Regions from separate parts of the Macaca mulatta genome. Here region 1 is linked to region 2. The links are chromatin contacts, called in public Hi-C maps. All regions are on one chromosome and are shown on one strand. The core of a region is the stretch at or near the end of the contact, and the rest is flanking DNA. Distances in the headings are between cores, read along the strand shown.

The links. A called contact is a pair of places that touch in the nucleus more often than the background predicts.
Region 1: a Hi-C map of liver shows a contact between it and region 2, with 2.2 times the contacts expected there. The contact joins the promoter of NPFF here to the promoter of AAAS in region 2. A contact is called at or near these places in 2 of 14 Hi-C or Micro-C datasets (fetal cortex germinal zone and liver).

What each region holds. Positions count from the first base shown.
Region 1 is chr11:60,662,377-60,665,726 of T2T-MMU8v2.0, reverse strand. NPFF (neuropeptide FF-amide peptide precursor) reads left to right here and starts at 1,849. Exons shown (of 3, transcript XM_001106733.4): 1 at 1,849-1,950; 2 at 2,181-2,302; 3 at 2,430-2,635. The coding sequence starts at 1,849. The coding sequence ends at 2,547. It overlaps TARBP2 (TARBP2 subunit of RISC loading complex), which reads right to left. Exons shown (of 9, transcript XM_015151872.3): 9 at 2,890-3,328. The coding sequence ends at 3,171. It overlaps LOC700403 (cyclic AMP-dependent transcription factor ATF-7), which reads left to right. Exons shown (of 14, transcript XR_013401143.1): 14 at 1,322-2,302.
Region 2 is chr11:60,466,761-60,469,888 of T2T-MMU8v2.0, reverse strand. It overlaps AAAS (aladin WD repeat nucleoporin), which reads left to right and starts at 1,462. Exons shown (of 15, transcript XM_015151849.3): 1 at 1,462-1,714; 2 at 2,299-2,426. The coding sequence starts at 1,592.

The DNA of each region.
Region 1 (3,350 bases), core at 600-3,099, 200 kb before region 2:
GAGGAGACGGTAAGTTCCCCAACTGGGGCACGTGAGGTAATCACAGCTAACGTTTTGAGGATACCTGTTCTATGCCAGCTGTTTTACTGAATGGATTACAAAAAGTATGTGAAGTAATGCACACCCTAGGAAGGAGTTCCTTGTAAAATGGGCCCATGTTTTAGGTGAGGAAACTGAAGCTCAGAGCGGGAGACAACTTGCTCAAGCAGAGGCCAGGGCCTTTATGTCTTGGCTCTTCCTCGGCACAGGCTAGAGACCCACACTGGTGGGGATTCTCAGAAATGGACTCGAGGATTAGAAGGAACCTGCACCATATGGCTTTGAAGGCCTCTCCCTGAGGATTAGTGATTCTGATTTTTCTTAAGACAGGATTCGAGGCTACCCTAGTATGTGAGAGCCAGAGCCAGGCAGAGGCTGTGGTGACCAGAGTTGGGGGCAGAATGATAGTTCAGCCCCATAGTAGCCTGCTCCTGTCTTTCTGGGACTCCCTAGAGTCTGGACCCTAGCACCTCCACTCAGCCTCACCCTCCTCACTTCCTCTGCAGAGGTCTATTCTAGGAAAAGGAAATGGCCGGAGCTGGCAGTGAGGAGCTGTGACCACAGGGTGGCAGCAGTGCTTCAGCTGTGGAGGACAACTCTGTAGCAAGGGCAATGAGGCCAGTCCGAAGCAGTGCTCTCTAGTGAAGATGGGGCTCTGTCTGCAAAGATTTGAAGCCACACCCATTCAGTGGGCTCCAAAACCCTGTAGCCTCCTTCTATATCTTAATAGTTTTTCTTTTTTTTTGAGACAGAGTTTCTCTCTTTTTGCCCAGGCTGGAGTGTAGTGGTGCCATCTCAGCTCGCTGCAACCTCTGACTCCCGGGTTCAAGCGATTCTCCTGCCTCAGCCTCCTGAGTAGCTGGGATTACAGGTGACTGCCACCACCCCCAGCTAATTTTTGTATTTTTATAGAGACAGGGTTTCACCATGTTGGCCAGGCTGGTCTCGAACTCCTGACCTGAAGTGACCCACCCACCTCGGTCTCCCAAAGTGCTGGGGTTACAGGTGCAAGCCACTGCACCGGCCAAAAAAAATTATTTTTAATTAAAAAAAAAAAAGATACAAGTTGGGCATGGTGGTTCACACCTGTGTAGTCCCAGCTACTTGGGAGGCTGAGGCAGGAGAATCGCTTGAACCCGGGAGCCAGAGGTTGCAGTGAGCCGAGACCGCGCCACTGCACTCCAGCCTGGGCAAAAAGAGCGAAACTCTGTCTCAAAAAGAAAAAAAAGAAAAGTTAAATTCTCTGCACCATCATGAAGTTGAATATATTTTTTATCCACAGGCAAATCTGAGTAGCCTCCAAGAGGCACACAAGCAGAGGACAGGCTGTGTGGCCCTGCCTGGTCATCCTGACAGACTCTGACCCTGGCTCTTCCTACTCCTCTTCCACTCCAGGACATCCTACTTAACTAATCCTGACATGAGTTTCTTGTGCTTTAGTCTACAAGTTAGGAAAGAGGGGAAGTGATAAACTGAAGCTCTCCAACCTGTTGAGGGATTAGGGGTTCTTGTAAGGCTCCCCAGGGCCTAGCTCTGACAAATCGTCTGCAACTAATGACGCTTCTTGAACTCTGGAGACAGGATTTATGCATCTAATAAAGTCTATAACTCCAGGCTTAGGGGCCTGGGGCAGGAGGCTGAGAGCATGAAGTCCTGGGGGTGCCATGGGAGGAGATCCCAGGCGGCTCCTAATGAGCCCTGCATTTCCATTTGCCTGCTCTAGATTCCCCTAAGGCTACTGTGAGGCTGGGGGTTGGGGGGACAGCAGGTATAAGAGGCTGGGGTGGCTGTAGGAGGGTGGATGGCAGCATGGATTCTAGGCAGACTGCTGCACTGCTGGTGCTGCTGCTGTTAATAGACCAGGGCTGTGCTGAAGGGCCAGGAGGCCAGCAAGACCACCAGCTCCCCGCGGTGAGTGTGTGTCCCATCCCCATATCACCATTGCCTCTACCTCGGTTAAGACTTGTGCTCTAGGTTCTGATACTTTCTCTGGCTGCCAAGGTTGCCATTAGGTCCTCAAATCTGAGGAAATGGTTCTGCAGCCTCCTACCCCTTGCCCCTGGAAGCCAGTCCCTTCCCCTTGTGACTTACATGTCCAGGGTATTTGCCCATCTTCCTTCCCTGATACCCCCTTGGCACAGGAGGAAGACAGTGAACCCCTCCTGCCACAGGATGCCCAGACCTCTGGGTCACTGTTGCGCTACCTGCTCCAGGCAATGGAGAGACCTGGCCGGAGCCAAGCCTTCCTGTTTCAGCCCCAGAGGTGAGTCTGAAAGGGACACAGGCATGGCAGGGGTTGGGGGTAGAAAGGGCAGGAGACAGAGGACGAGGAGAAGGAAGGGGGCTAGAGAAGAGAGACTGCAGGGACCTGAGGACAAATCTTTCCTAAGGTTTGGCAGAAATACCCGGGGATCCTGGAGCAATGAACGGCTGAGTCCCCGGGCTGGAGAGGGGCTGAATTCCGAGTTCTGGAGCCTGGCTGCCCCTCAACGCTTTGGGAAGAAGTGACATGTCATCCCTTGATATGTTTGCATGCAAGGCCCACACCCAAAAGTGTCAATATTTGCCCCCCAAATAAAGTTGTCTGGCTTCTGAATCCATGTGTGTCTGTGTGAGACTTTACAGGGCTGGGTGGAAGCCCAAGAGCAAGAACCACTGCCCTTCCCTCTCCACCAAACCCAGCCCTCCAACAAGGCAGCCGACAACATTCCAGGAGGCCACTGCACCCAGCCTCCTCCCACCAGAAAGGAAAACATGAGAATGGCTGGAACAGGAGCTCAGGGAAGGCACACAAAAGTCATGTGGTGACCTCCTCTGCTATCCACACTGCTCAGGAAACGAGAGAAGGGCTTAAAAATCTACAAAGCAGCATATTTATTCCAGGCTCTAGTAGACAGCCCCGATTTCATTCCCATTCATCATCACCAATAAAATGAGGACGAATCCTGGGCTGGCTGAGGCCCTGTGGTCCTTGGCTCCTTGCCCTGTGCCTTCTCAGCCTCAAGGCAGGCAGTCTGTGTCAGAGGTAGAGATGGTACCCACAGAGGGTACCAGAGCTGCGCAGATACATGAGCCCAGAGGCAGAAAGAGCAGGGAGCAAAGGGTGCACATCCATGAGTCCAGCTGGGGCTTCACTTGCTGCCTGCCATGATCTTGAGGTACTGCAGGGCACGGCGGGCAGCCTCACCACGGGCTGCCTCCCTGGTGGTTGCAGAGCCATGACACACAGTGGCCGGCTGGGTGGACAGTTCCACCAGGCACTGGCAGAGTCCACTCAGGCTCAGTTCCTCTGGAGAGCAAGAGAGAGGAAG
Region 2 (3,128 bases), core at 213-2,712:
CCCCAGGCTGGAGTGCAGTGGCGCAATCTTGGATCATTGTAGTCTCGATTCTCCCATCTCAGCCTTCTGAGTAGCTGGACTACAGACGCTTGACACCACCACACTGGCTAACTTTTGAATTTTTTGTAGATACAGGGTCTTGCTATGTTGCCCAAGCTGGTCTTGAACTCCTGGGCTCAAGAGATCAGCCTCAGCCTCCCAAAGTGCTGGGATTACAGGTGTGAGCTACCATGCCCAGCCTCACTTTTATTCTTAAATCAGAATAACTGGTTTGGGTGTATCTAGGTCCAATCTCTCTGTGACTCACTTTCCTCGTGGTGACAGAACAGCACTCACCTTATGGGGTTGTAAAGATTATAAGAGCACTTATCATAACAAGTGCTCAGGAAATAGTTTTGCAGCCTGGCAAGGTGGCTCAGACCTGTAATCCCAGCACTTTGGGAGGCCAAAGCGGGCGGATCACTTGAGGTCAGGAGTTTGAGACCAGCCTGGCCAACAAGGTAAAACCCCGTCTGTACTAAAAATACAAAATTAGCTGGGCGTGGTGGCGCATGCCTGTAATCCCAGCTACTCCAGAGGTTGAGGGAGGAGAACCGCTTGAACCCAGGAGGCAGAGGTTGCCTTAAGCCGAGATAGCGCCACTGCCTTCAGCCTGGGCAATAGAGTGAGACCCTGTCTCAATAAAATAAAATAAAATAAAGTTTTCCTTTCTTTTTTTGTGAGACAAAGTTTTGCTTTTGTTGCCCAGGCTGGAGTGCAGCACAGCCATCTCGGCACACTGCAACCCCTGCCTGCCGGGTTCAAGAGATTCTCACGCCTCAGCCTCCCGATTAGCTGGGATTACAGATGCCCGCCACCACGCCCGACTAATTTTTGTATTTTTAGTATAGATGGGGTTTTCAACATGGCCAGGCTGGTCTACGAACTCCTGACCTTCAGGTGATCCACCCACCTAGGCCTCCCACAGTGCTGGGATTACAGGCGTGAGCCACTGCGCCTGGCAGGAAATGTTACTTTTCCACCTGTCCCCACCTCCCTTTCCAGTAGTCCGCCTAACCTTGTGGGTGCAGCACTGAAAATCCTCTCTGAGGTTTTTCCCTCAGCTTTCCAGCCAGCTGCCTGTGACATAGCCTGTATTTTCCTCTGGGTGATCCACAGGCCTGGGAGGGTTAATTTGGTACTTCCCTGAATGTACGTTATTTTGGGCTTTCTAAGCGTTAAGAGAGTGAGTGGGAAAAGGCGTTGGGGAATTCGGAGCTGGGAAAAACAGTAGTCGCATGGAAAACAACAAAAAAAACCCCGCTCCAACCTGGTAACCAACGATTGGCCCGAGGACGTGTCCGCGCTGCTCCCCCTCCGGCCGCCAGGGGGCGCAGGAGGAAGCTTTGGCGGTCTGTCCCGGGACCGTACTTACTCGTACTTCTTTCCTGTTAAGTCTTTTCTTCACTTCCGTCGAGCTCCGCCTCGCCGTTTGTCCCTTGCGGCTACCCGTCTGCATACGAATCTAGCCCGGGAACCGAGTTGCGGGAGGGCGGTCTGTGCCGTTCCGGCTAGGAGTTTGCCGACTCCAGACGTCCTGCGAACCGGCAAGATGTGCTCCCTGGGGTTGTTCCCTCCTCCACCGCCTCGGGGTCAAGTCACCCTATATGAGCACAATAACGAGCTGGTGACGGGCAGTAGCTATGAGAGCCCGCCCCCCGACTTCCGGGGCCAGGTGGCCAGGGCGAGGAGGGAGGGGACCTGCAGGCATGGGGGCAGAGTCGGGGAGAATTGGGGAAGGGAGGCAGTGTGACAGGGGCAGGGTCGCAGAGTCTGGTGGACTGGAAACAGCTTGGCCCCGGCAGGAGAATAGAAGGGCTGGAATCTGTTTTAGGGCAGGGATTGGAGTATAAGGGGGGGTTAAGGAGCTGTGGAGAAGTCCTAGAGGGAATGGAGAGAATGAGGGAGAATCTAGGGAGTGTGAGGATGCGGGAGAACTATCCAAAAGTTGGGGACAGTATCTGAGGAGGATCAGAAAGGTACAACTTGGAACATTTTTTCCGTGGTGTACCTGGGAAGGACAAGGAAGGGAAACTGACATTTACTGAGCGTTTGTTATGTAAGAAAGAGGATAAGTCAGGTGTTTTCTAAAAATGTTATGTGGTTTCATAATCACAACCCTATGAAATATTATTCTAGTTGCACAGATACGGGAGCTAAGACTTGTTTCCCATACTAACAAGTGTTAGCTTTGTGGAAACGGAAAACAGACCTCTGGAATCTTGACTCACCATCACACCCCTCACTTTTGTGCTATAGTGGATCAATCTTCCTGTCCTACACCTGACCAAGGATCCCCTAAAGACCCCTGGAAGGCTGGACCATGGCACAAGAACTGCCTTCATCCATCACCGGGAGCAAGTGTGGAAGAGATGCATCAACATTTGGTGAGGCATGGTGAAGCGTTTTCTGGGTCATAGTCTGCAGATCCTGGAAAATGAGTGACCACTCTTTACCTTGGGGTGTTCTTCAAAAGACTTATTCAGGCTGTCTCCATGAGAGCTGTATATCTAAAATCATATGAAATTTTTAGTCCTTATTGTAGAAATCAAATGCTCAATAAATATCAGGTTCCCTCCCTTGCCCTTCCCAGGAACACTATGGAAAAAGTACTTCTATTTAATCTCTAGTAACTTGCCTTGCTTTCTGGCTTGATTAGGTGAACCTGCTCCCTGCCCCCACCTCATGTCATTAACACTTCTGAGCTTTTACGTAAAGCTCAGCAAGATTAGATATAAGGTTGCATTGAATAATCTCCTACATAGGTCATCCACTTTACACCTGTAGGAGTGGAGCCACACTACCTGGTTTCATTTTCTTTTCTTTTTTTTTTTTGAGACGGAGTTTCACTCTTGTTGCCCAGGCTGGAGTGCAGTGGCACGATCTCAGCTCACTGCAACCTCTGCCTCCCAGGTTCAAGCGATTCTCCTGCCTCAGTCTCCTGAGTAGCTAGGATTACAGGCATGTGCCACCACGCCCAGCTAATTTTGTATTTTTAGTAGAGACGGGGTTTCTCCATGTTGGTCAGGCTGGTCTTGGACTCCCGACCTGAGATTATCTGCCTGCCTTGGCCTCCCAAAGTGCTGGGA